Linked DNA regions of Zea mays: all the other regions are linked to region 3. The links are chromatin contacts, called in public Hi-C maps. All regions are on one chromosome and are shown on one strand. The core of a region is the stretch at or near the end of the contact, and the rest is flanking DNA. Distances in the headings are between cores, read along the strand shown.

Evidence for each region. A called contact is a pair of places that touch in the nucleus more often than the background predicts.
Region 1: a contact with region 3 is called in a Hi-C map of endosperm, with 4 times the contacts expected there. The contact joins the promoter of LOC100217188 here to the promoter of LOC103630123 in region 3. A contact is called at or near these places in 2 of 25 Hi-C or Micro-C datasets (endosperm and leaf).
Region 2: a Hi-C map of leaf shows a contact between it and region 3, with 5 times the contacts expected there. The contact joins the promoter of LOC100273048 here to the promoter of LOC103630123 in region 3. A contact is called at or near these places in 2 of 25 Hi-C or Micro-C datasets (bundle sheath and leaf).

What each region holds. Positions count from the first base shown.
Region 1 is chr6:141,235,869-141,239,851 of Zm-B73-REFERENCE-NAM-5.0, forward strand. LOC100217188 (Heat shock protein 4) reads left to right here and starts at 2,439. Exons shown (of 10, transcript NM_001360083.1): 1 at 2,439-2,502; 2 at 2,752-3,983. The coding sequence starts at 2,820.
Region 2 is chr6:141,926,103-141,930,278 of Zm-B73-REFERENCE-NAM-5.0, forward strand. LOC100273048 (CAPIP1) reads left to right here and starts at 2,126. Exons shown (of 3, transcript NM_001147497.1): 1 at 2,126-2,410; 2 at 2,727-2,945. The coding sequence starts at 2,252. It overlaps LOC111589581 (a long non-coding RNA gene), which reads right to left and starts at 1,002. Exons shown (of 3, transcript XR_002748672.2): 1 at 439-1,002.
Region 3 is chr6:141,664,365-141,668,334 of Zm-B73-REFERENCE-NAM-5.0, forward strand. LOC103630123 (MAR-binding filament-like protein 1) reads right to left here and starts at 2,439. Exons shown (of 3, transcript XM_008651210.4): 1 at 1,915-2,439. The coding sequence starts at 2,191.

The DNA.
Region 1 (3,983 bases), core at 1,189-3,688, 430 kb before region 3:
GCATCACGGCTGGTCATCTTGAATCGTATACTCAACCAGTACCTACTTGGCTAGACAAGGTGCATACATGAAAAAATTAGGGCAAGTCTTGTTCCTAATTGGTGAAATTAAAGTGTTCATGGCACTTAGGAAACTTCTGTGGGTTGCAATATAGAAAAGTAATATTTGACTTTAAGAAACTAATGTGCTGATGGCAGTTAGCAAAGTAGTGTTGGTTGTTTTTGTATGGACTGGTAAAGTATTTGTACACATGTATCCTGGCTTTGCTACGTGAGATGGTTCCATATAATAAGGTACAGCTGCACATAACACATGAAAGCACAGACAGAAAACATGGAGACAAACTTATGCAATTCATAAAAAACAATGTACTATAGCGAAAAAGGAGTTAGAACCTCAATTAGTTGAAGAGGACGTCAAACAATCAAATTATTTTATCAAGCTGCATAATAAGTAAAGGTTTCGTTAGTTGCATGCAACAGTTGGTCATGTAAGGAAAGACTACTCAAAATTTAAGGGTGAGATGTCCAATTCTTAGACACTTGAAGTAGCACCAATTTGAAGTAATCAATATGGAAGGAACAAGGGCTTGTGTTGGGGAATTGAACGGCACTGCTACTTAGTTCTTATACTACGAACATTAACATGGATATCTCTACCAGGAACATTCAACAAATAACATTCAATCCACATGAATGCAAATCATTTCGCAATACACAAAATGGTGGAGGCACAAACATGAGTAAACGAGGAAGAGGACTATGCAAATCACACTCAAGTCGGTTGGACCATAGTAAGGAAGCATCAATTTTGTGAATTCAAAACCACGGATCAGTTACCAATACGTGATTGAGGACAGGTTCAGATCTATGTGTAGCACAATATGAAACTTGGTTCTTGTACTTAAACAATCGTCGCATCGGATGTCGGACATTACCGCAACCCTAACTAGTCAGAGTAGGCGATGAACACATAAATCGTAGCGCAGAATCAAGGTAAAGTACAAGTAAACCCTAGCGGTAACCCTAGGTACGTGTTGGGGACTTGTTCTCAAATGCTAAGAATTAAGAACAAGGCAACACAAAAAATGTTAAGTGTTAAGGTCCTTCGTCCTCCATAACGATATATCCCTTCGGGATATAAAGCATCTCGGACGAAGGTTACGAAGGACATACCTTCGTAAGCATAACAACGAAGAATGAAGCATTCACACAAATCATAGAATATGAGATAAACATTTAAATATTGTCATAGAGTTATCTCTACTTGTATTAATGAATATAAATGACTTTGAATTACAAATGTACCTTCGTTCCTGTGGAAGGCAAAAGTACGAGCGTGATGCGAAAGCAAATGACAGGTTCACGTGTCCAGTACGGGAGTACTGTTCATCTATTTATAGACGCGGGACGCAGCCCACGTAAAATTACATCCATGTCCATTACATTTGTTAACGGCTTATGGAAATCTGTCGAGGCCCCTGAAGTCTTTTCATCTTTAAGTCGGTTCCCCCTTCTGCCATCGCGCCGAAGCTTCCCTGCGCACAGCTTCGGCTACACTCGACCTTCGTCTGGTTCAGGCTTCGTCCTGGCCGTGCTCCATATTCATAATTCTGGATCCGAAAATACCTGTTCACATAATCCACTCGGAAAACATTGTCAAATCATGTTTTTGAGGACCTTCGGAGGACGAAGGCCCCCAACAGTACGGTTTCGAAGGAACCCGGATCAAGCCGAGGTGTAGACGAAGGCGATGCGACGAAGCGTACCTTGTACCTTGTACCTCGAAAGACGCAGATCGGCTGAGCGTAGATCTGTCCACGAATGGATGACCTCCTTTCGACCTCGACCCCAACCCAAACGTTCCGGCGGACAGCGACGAACGGCGGCGGCGTCTTCGCACGGATCGGCCGGGTCGCCGGTCCGCGAAGGTTATGGGCGGAGTCGCTTCGACGAGCCCCACTGCTGGTCGTCGGCCGGAGGAAGACAAACTCTTCAAGGGCGACGGCGGATCGACGCGTACCTTCTCCGGCGGCGGTTCGGTCGCCCGCGGATCGCCTCGGGCGTCTTCCTCGGAGTATTCCGAGCGCGCGCTCTTGTCTGGGAAGGAAGCGGCTGCGACAAACTTCTCCGCCGTAGCGTCGCCATCCATTTAGCGGGAGAGAGAAGAAATCGGGAGGGAAGAGGAGGAGGAGGAGGAACGCGATGAAGGGGATAGAGGGGTACTGTAGCCCCTATCCCAGCAACAGTAATAGGGGAGGGGGCGCGTGGGGGCATGCGTTGAAGACAGTCTCAGATGTGTGGCGGCGCAGGATCGTAGCACCGAGGGTTTCCAGTCCACGTTCTAGAAGATTCCCGTCTACATTGGCCGACCCCGCGGCCCACACCGTATATCACCGCCTCCTATCCGGCCTCTGCCCTTCTCGCCGAACGGAAAACCCTGCCCGGACCTTCGTTGCAGCGCTACGAGCTTCGACGGGCCGCTCGATCTCCACCTCTGAAGGTATGATCGGACCCTCCATTTCTCCTTACTGGATGGTTAGGTTCATGTTTGTATGTTTTTTTTGCGGCGGGTTTGGAGCCGTTCAGCTGGGACGGCGGGTTTGTAGTCACCGGTTGGGATTCGCACTGCGTTTGGTTAAGAGTTCATAGCTGTTCGCTTTGATGCGTGAAATTCATGGTTTTAGCGTTCTTGTCTTGTCGAGTTTGTGACCGGCGCCTAACCAGCAGATCTCTGCCTTGTGCGATGCAGTGGCTGCTTGTGATCTAGATCTGAAAGCTGCAGTGGTTGACAGCTGAGTGTGAAACTGTGAATCGAAGATGAGCGTGGTGGGCTTCGACCTCGGCAATGAGAGCTGCATCGTGGCGGTCGCGCGGCAGCGCGGCATCGACGTGGTCCTCAACGAGGAGTCCAAGCGCGAGACACCCGCCATCGTCTGCTTCGGGGACAAGCAGCGGTTCATCGGCACCGCCGGCGCCGCGTCCTCTACCATGAACCCCAAGAACTCCATTTCTCAGATCAAGCGCTTGCTAGGCCGCAAGTACTCCGACCCCGAGGTACAGAGAGATCTCGCCTCCTTCCCGTTCCGTGTCACGGAGGGCCCCGATGGTTTTCCCCTGGTCCATGTACGATACCTGGGCGAGGAACGGACGTTCACCTCTACCCAGCTGCTTGCCATGGTGCTGTCCAATTTGAAGGGCATTGCTGAGGGTAACCTGAATGCTGCAGTTGTTGATTGTTGCATTGGTATTCCAGTCTACTTTACGGATCTGCAGCGCAGGGCTGTTCTTGATGCTGCTACTATTGCGGGTCTCCAGCCATTGCGATTGTTCCATGAGACAACAGCCACTGCACTGGCATATGGTATTTATAAGACTGATCTCCCGGAGAATGACCAGTTGAACGTTGCATTTGTTGATGTCGGTCATGCAAGCATGCAGGTCAGTGTTGTCGGTTACAAGAAGGGACAGCTCAAGATGTTGTCGCATACGTATGACCAGTCTCTTGGCGGGAGGGACTTTGATGAGGCCCTGTTTAAGCACTTTGCAGCTAAATTCAAAGAGGAATATAAGATTGATGTGTACCAGAATGCGCGTGCATGCATTAGGTTGCGTGTGGCATGTGAGAAACTTAAGAAGGTACTGAGCGCCAACCCAGAGGCCCCACTGAACATTGAGTGTTTGATGGATGAGAAGGATGTGCGGGGTTTTATTAAAAGGGAGGAGTTCGAACAGATCAGTGCCTCGGTGCTGGAACGCGTGAAAGGACCACTGGAAAAGGCCTTGGCTGAAGCTGGGTTGACTACTGAAAATGTGCACTTTGTTGAGGTTGTTGGATCTGGTTCTCGTGTTCCGGCTATAATCAAGATAATAACTGATTTTTTTGGGAAGGAGCCAAGACGAACCATGAATGCAAGTGAGTGTGTTGCGCGAGGATGTGCTCTTCAGTGTGCTATTCTCAGCCCCACTTTCAAAGTGCGAGAA
Region 2 (4,176 bases), core at 876-3,375, 260 kb after region 3:
ATTTCTAAAAGCATAGCGGGAAACTATGGGGTAGATGTGTAGAAGTTCTTAAAACAATCAATAATAACATTATACTGAAAGTTATCTAAACCTAATTAGGAGGCAAAATTCAACACACAAGGGTAGAGGTGCAGAAGTATGAACATTAGGGACATTCCGTCCTAGCTACCCAAATCTCTCAAAACACAAGGGGATACCAACCCATTCTAGCTCGCAGCAATACACATGGGACACGAAAAAAGTTGTTTGAAAAAATTTCTAGTGTGTTCAATTTCTAGTCACCATCGTGCATGCCTCCATCCGATGCGAGAGGCATTAGATTTGAACATAGGTTAAGCCTCTGTGAACTTGTGAGTCGCACCATTAATTTCTTTGGATCAGATGAACAATATTGTTCATACCAGAAATAAAAAAGGATATAAGAATTCGTGGCCATACCTGTAGACAGGTGTTGGCCACCTGACCGGACGCAGTAGCTGCTTGCTGGTGCTGGAGCAAGGCGGGGACACTGGACTGCTACGTGATGCGGCTGCCGCTTGCTGGGATCGGGTCGTGGTCGACTGCTGGCTTGCTGGAGATGGGCATTGCGCTAGGCGTCGCCGCGTCAGGGCATCCAGGCAAGATAGGGGGTGCTCCGATGCTGGCTAGAACGTGGCAGGCCGGTGGAGCGCTCCAACACATGCGACGATGGCGATGGGAGGGAAAGGCCACGGGCAATGTGGGGAGGAGGGAGCGGCGCGGCGGGACGCCGTGAACTGCAAACACACGATAGCTACGGGCTAGATCGGAGGAGTGTGTGCGGCGACGAGAAGGTAGAGCACGAAGAGGAGGGGAAAGACGCCACAACGAGGAGCGAGTGGGGCTACTGCTACTGGTTGCCACCGACGATTTAGATGGATCTAGGACTAGGAGGAGCTAGGAGAGGGGCGAGCAGCGGTGGCGAGGAGGTCAGGGAGGAAGGTGGATCTAGGGCCACATCTGAGGAGCGAGGATACTAGGATAGTGGTGGGTGGGGGGAGGGGGCGGCGGGCGCGGCGGGCAGTGCGACGGCTAACTTGGAGGGGAGGATTGCGAGCGGGGGATGGCAGTTGTCGCGGAGGCGGGTGCGCCGGGGGGGGGGGGGGGGGGGGGTTGCATGGCGCACCAATTGTGGACGTCCTCCTTACCTCCTTATATAATAGTAGAGGTGGACCGCCCTATTTCATCTTTTCTTGTACGTCCAACCAAACACACCTTAAACCCTGACACTACAAGTAGAAAGCATGAAACTCTCATATACAGTGTAGGTGTAGCTATTAAGATATGTTTGGATCACTGTGTAATAAAGTCTAGTATGTCGATCAATAACTGATTACATATGAACTAATGAAAAATTTCCTTTTTCTAATGAGTTCTATCTATTAATTAGCCTATATTGATTTGTTATTAGACTATAGTTAGTTTATACTACATCCGTTCCAAAATATAAGTCATTCCAAGATTCTTAGAGAGTCAAAGTTTTTAAAGTTTGACAAAAAAATATAGCGAGAATCATAAAGATTTATGACACAAAATAGATATAGTATAAAAACATATTTACTGGATAATCTAATGATATACATTTGATATCTTAAATGTTATTAATTTATTGTATAAATTTGGTCAAACTTAAAAAAACTTTAACTCTTCAAGAATCTTGGAACTGTTTAAGCTTTGTATTAGGTATCCAAGACATGCAATAAAATTTAGTTCAGTCTATGTATCCAGAAGAGAACAGTGATCTCACGTGACGGATATAGTTGTGCTCGTATGTGATGATATGAAATTTAAATATTTTTGTTTCCGTCATTGGGCGCAGAGAGAGCCGAACAAACAAGTCGTCGCGGCGGTCAGGCGTGTCCGTGTAGCCGCTGGCGTAGTACATGGACCTGGCGCACGCGCGCACGCCCCAGCCCCCTCGCCCCGCGCTTGGATAACTCGTGGGCGGGGCCCAGCCCCGCACCATTCAGCCCGCAGATTTTTGTACCCGCCGGCTGGGCCTCGGCCTCGGCGTGCAAGAAACTAGAAAGAGGAGCAGACAAACAAAATCGATTAGAAAATTAACCCCAGGCCAGAAACCCACTCTCTCTCTCCCCCGATTCCTTTCCTCGTCCTCATCCGTCCAGGGGAGCAAACAAGCAAGCAAGTAAACGGGCGAGGAGCTGGATAGAGGCCGGCGACGCGAAGCAACCGCCGATCGGAGCCGCGGCTGAGGAGGAGGAGCAAGCTCGAGATGGTGGGTCTCGTCGGCGGCAGCACGGCGCGGGCGGAGCACGTCGTGGCCAACGCCGGAGGAGAGACGGAGTACGTGCGCCGCCTGCACCGCCACGCGCCGGCCGAGCACCAGTGTACTTCCACCCTCGTCAAGCACATCAAGGCGCCCGTCCACCTCGTAAGTTCCCATCGCCCGCTCCCCCCCTCGCCCCGGTCCTTGCCGCCTCCCGGCTGGTCCCGGTGGTGGGTGGTGGTTCAGTGGTTGGATTGGACGGCCACGCCCAAGTAGCGTGCTAGTACTTGGGAATTTGGGATTGTTTTGCCTCACGTCTGGGCTGCTATTTCTCTCGGATCTGGAGTTCTTCGTCCAATTCCTCATGCCTTGTTGGGTGTTTCTTCCCCGATCGATGTGTTCTCGTGATGTCGGGTGAATTGCTGGCGTCAAATCAATTGCGACGCCCAATTTGAAGCTGATGCCATCGATCGCATCGCAGGTGTGGGAGCTGGTCCGGAGCTTCGACCAGCCGCAGCGGTACAAGCCGTTCGTCAGAAACTGCGTTGTGCGCGGTGACCAGCTCGAGGTCGGTAGCCTGCGCGACGTCAACGTCAAGACCGGCCTGCCGGCGACAACAAGTACCGAGCGCCTCGAGCAGCTAGATGACGACCTGCACATACTCGGCGTCAAGTTCGTCGGCGGGGACCACCGCCTCCAGGTCCATGCTGCTGCTTACTCTACCCCCTGCACACGCTCTGTTTGATGCCCCCTGCTTACTTGTCGGTGTACTCCCATTTTTTTTCAGCAACTCTGAGATTGGGTGTGCTTCCCTTGTTACCCATTTCTCTTTTTAAATTAAATTATGCTTTCTTGTTGCGGGAGACTAGGTTTTAGACCTAAAACCGAATATATACCAGTATACATGATGGAGATGTTAGTTTGGAAGGTCAATCAGTACTTCAAAAGTACTTCAAAAGGATATCTTTCGATATTTAGGATCAATCCTATATTGACGAAGATGTTAGTCATAGAATCAAAGTTGAGTGGATGAGGTGATGTTAAACATATGGCTTAGCTAAAAGGCAATTTTTAAAGGACGCCAATTAGACCTGCTATATTATATGGTATAGAATATTGACCTATAAAAGATGACATATTCAACGGATAAGTGTTGCAGAAATGTGTATGTTGCATTGGATTAATGGCCATACAAGGAGCGATTGAGTCTAGAACAATGATATATGTGATACGCTAGGGCTAGCACCAATTTTAAAAAGCTTCTTCATCATCTATAAGGGAAGGCCGAAGTTGACATAATAAGAGGCAACAAAAGACGATTGGAATGCATCCAAATATTTAGCTTTGAATATGAATGCATTGAAAATATGCTGAATCTCAAGTTCTCAACTTTTGTTTTTGTTGCCTTGCGTCTATCCCAACTTGCTTTCTTGTTGTTGTTGGTGTTGTTGTTTCTGGTTACCATTTGACTACAATCGTGATCACTAGATGCTATGAATGAAATGCCTTTGCTAGCTTTGTTGCATATGGCATCTTGGTCCTGTTTTGAAGCTGGGAATGGAATCTAAATTTGTACTCCCTCCATCCCACAATACTATTCATTTTAGCTTTGGTTGTTTTATCTATACTCAAATGGATGATAAATCTAGACACATATATAAAACACACACATCAAGTATTGTGTGAATCTATTAATTACCCAAAACAAATTTTAATTTGGGACAGAGAGAGTATGATCTTTTAGGAGTATCCATTTGAACTTAATCATTGTACCATATGTTGCAATAAAAGCAATTAGCTTATGTTGAGGCACTCATCAGTTAAAACATAAAACGAGATAAACCATTGACCTAATTAACTTGCTCCTCGTGATTCTTTGCCACCCTGCAAGGATATGCTCATGACCTGTACTGTTTTTTCAACTTGCTTTC
Region 3 (3,970 bases), core at 1,189-3,688:
CATGTTTCCAAATGAATTGCTCTGTTTCCTATATCGCGAAATACCGCTTATGCTTTCCCAGTTGGCCTTCCTGATCCAATTCTGTTTTCAGGTGAAAATATGAAACTGAAAGTAGTTAAAGGCTTCTCCCAACTGTTTCCAGCTGTTTTCATCCCTACGGGCACATACATTAGTGCAAGTGTGCAACTATTAGTTCCAAGCAAATATTCACGAGGTTGTACTTCTCAATTTTTACTCATGCACTAGCCACATAAAAGCATCAGAGCACTGAGTGATCTATTTAAGAAAAAACCTATGCACTGTGATTCATGGCATCCAAGGTTATGGCTATGACATGTGTTCTGCTCTATCTAGTTCATACATGGCCCGGAAAACATGCCATGACTCAACTTCATTTAGTTACTTTTTCCACAAGAAATTCTAATACTTCTATGGCTGAACTAAATAGTTTGTCATGGACATAGCAATGTATCAATATAACATCATCGTTACTGGAATACCATATCCTATGACATCAAATATGAAGATTGTGTCCAGCTTCAGATATTATTCTTTTGCACAGATAGTATAGTTTGTTTTTCTGGAAAGTTGATAGGCCCTCCATGGATAAATGCACTGCTGAACTTAATCTACTATATAATAAAGAGTCAATGACAAGTATTTTACAACTACTACGATAAAGAGAAATATGCTAGAAAATACAAATATGCATCCTTGACATATCAGGTGGAAGTGGAACCAGGTGGGGGCATGAGTTTCCAACACCAAATGCATAGCCATTAGCCAGTATCAATATGTCAAGGTCCTAACTGGGATCACATCCAGAATATAGTTAATACTAAAGAAGAGATCTACACACACATGATTGTTCAATCCAAGATAAATTGGTAGCGTTAATGTACGACACTTTAATTAATAATATATAGTATCTGCCCTACATATGCTTATACAACACCCGTAACATGCAAATACTTGACATTTCAACCACTTCATTGTTTAAAAATCTTTGACATTCAATGTTTTCCAATTCACATACTTTACACTTTACTCTTACCAACTATATATCTCCATGCAAAACTTTTTGAAAAACTGAAATCACAACGTATTCAAAATAACTATGTTGGCAACAGCGTGGGAATTAAAAGAGTTCCAAAGTTGGCAAACAATGGATCAGCAATCTTGGTGACAGAGGTCCACTAAACGATAAAAGACAGTCCAAATCCAGATAATAAAGACCTAAGGTATGGACACTTTTAGTGGTGTCCTGTGTTGCATGAATATCAACAAACAATGAAGGAATAGTAAGAGAAGAGGGCAGTTTTACTAGTTGTAGATTCCAATAAGGTTGGCAACGATGCCTACTTGATGAGCTACTGGATGTTAGGAACTAACTGGTGTCAAAAGGGTGGCTCAAGGCAGTTTGGCGTAATGCCAACTCCGTCCTCAAGCGGGCAGGGACGCAGGGTTGAAGCACCTCGTGGCAAACTTTGACCTTAACGAAGTTGACAGGGATTTTAAACTAGTGACCAAACAGCATGTAGGATTATAGGTGCAAAGTGATTATGGAAAGTGATGCAGTCTGTTGGGTTCTACAAGTCTATATTGTGTAGCAAGTTTATTAAGAGAGGGGCAAGGTATCTTATTAGTATCTACGAATTTCACAGATTTAATAAAAGCAAAAAAATTACACTTACCATCCTAGCAACAAGGGGTGTCGAAATGAGGTTTACTACTAAGAGAGTCTACCATTTACGCGGGAAACTTAGCATCGCAATTGCACAGGCCACGTATCCTATTAGTATCTACGAATCTCACAGATTTTATCGGATTTAATAAAACCCCAAAAAATCACACATATCATCCTAGCAACAAGGCGTCAAGGCGAGTGTCGAAATGAGTTTTACAACTACTGACCAGTGACGAGATCAACCGAGGAGAGCTGCGCCCTGGCCGCCGCCGCCGCGGCGTCGCGGAGGCGGAGGAGCGGGAGCACCGAGACGCCGACCAGGAGCACGGCCCTCCTCCGCGTGGCGTCGTCCGCAGCGGGGGAGCGAGCGGTGCTGGACGCCGAGGCAAATACTGCGGTGGCCCGCCCGACGCCGCTGCCGCGGCGGCCGCGGGGTGGAGGGAGAAGGGCGGGACGGGGCGGCTGCGCCACCGACGGCGAGAGTAGGAGGTGGTGGTAGCCCATGCCGGCGTCGTAGTCGCAGAGACCAAAAAAACCCTATTACCTCCCTCGCCGGCCGCAGCTTTGCTACCTGGAGCGGGGTGGTAGTCACGGGAGCATTCGTGGGAACGGAAATGGTAGTCAGCTCTGCCTTCCGCGCTGGGGTTGGGGACTGAGAGCAGCGGGGAGTGCCGTGGCGACGCGCAAGCTGAAGCGGAACTGCGGAAGCGGAGGAGAAGGTTTCGGACACTGTCAGACTGTCGGGTTATGCTTACGTGGGCTCTTCACAGGCTACATGGGCTTTGGCCGACGGTGGGCACTACGCTACCAGAATGTCAAACGGGCCCATCATGAATAAGAGATTTGTTTTCATAAGACCGCTAGGGATTGATATTGTTTGACACTGTTTGTAGAGAGAAGTTTGGATTATAGGATATGATAGTGGATCTTCTGCAGATAGTCTAAGAGCTAGTTTAGAAACTTTATTTTTCCAAGTATTCTTGAAAAATGGAAATCACTTGGAAAAATAGTGTCGGTGTTTGGACCCGTGGACCTAACTAACCAGTGAAATAGCGTCGCGTGCCCAAACCCAGATGGTGATGCGAGTTGACACAAGCGATTTATCCTGGTTCGGGCTATGAAGGGCCCTACTTCCAGCTAAGAGGGATAAGGCTTATATTACTCGCACCAAAGTGCTCACAGTAGGGGTTACAAGCACGACGGGAGAGGGAAGGACCCCAAGTCCCTGAGAGTGATTGAGGCAAATGCCAATACCGAATGGAGGAGAAAACTGCCAAGTGTTCACCCTCTCCCCCTGTGGGAGCCATGGACTGTCCTATTTATAGGCCCGGGGAGAGCTGCCTTGTAGACGTGAGCCGACTACATGTTGTGAAGGGGTGTCTTCATGTCTTGTAGACAATATGGTCTGGTACTTTGTTGTTGACTTCTGCTTGCTTGTTTTCCGCTGAGAGCCGAGGTCGAGGGCTCAGTTACGTATCCGAGCCCTCTGGCATGGAGTTGCCCATACCGTAGTGGTTGACTTAGTGCCCGTCATGGGAAAAAGGCTCTTACGGGGTGCGTCAATCTTCATTGTTTTTTACGACGTTGGGAAGTCCTCTGTCACATATATCGAGGTAAGAGCCGAGCTCGGACGAGGCGGAGGTCCGTCTGAGGTTGCGACCGAGCTTTATATTGAGACTTGATGACGCGCGCCACAATCGACGAAGTGGCCTTCCACGGGATTCACGAGGGAGCAGGTAGCCGAGGCCTGGTTCAGGCGAGGCAGAGCTTGCACCCGAGGTTGAGTTTAGCGTCGGGCCAGACGGAACTCGTGCCCTAGGTCTTGACCCGCGTCTTGTCATATTATGCGTCCCATTAGGAGCTGTCAGGTGGCGTCCACACGTGTAATGATGTAGGTGAAACTTTGACAAGATCGCGGTCCTATTGAAAGATTCACCTGCAGCCCGACGTGAGGTAGATGCACTCATTGAATGCGGTTGTTCCCAACAGCCCTCGGGCAAGCTTTGTCTTTACTGCCTAAGGCGGGCTCGGGTGAGATGGACATGGCCACCTTGGTGTGAGGGAGCCTCGACCGGGACGGAGATTCTCCTGAGCTTCCGTCCTGCCCGAGACAAGCCTCAGACAAGGCGAAGTTTTGGGAAGACCCACGAGGGGGGACTTCGAGCGAGGCAGCATTTTAGTAAGACCCCTTAGGAGGACCTCGGGCAAGGCGGGGTTTTGGTTCCTTGCCCTCGGGGGATGTATCTTGATGGAGTTCTTATAATTTTAAGCGCGTTTTAGGGG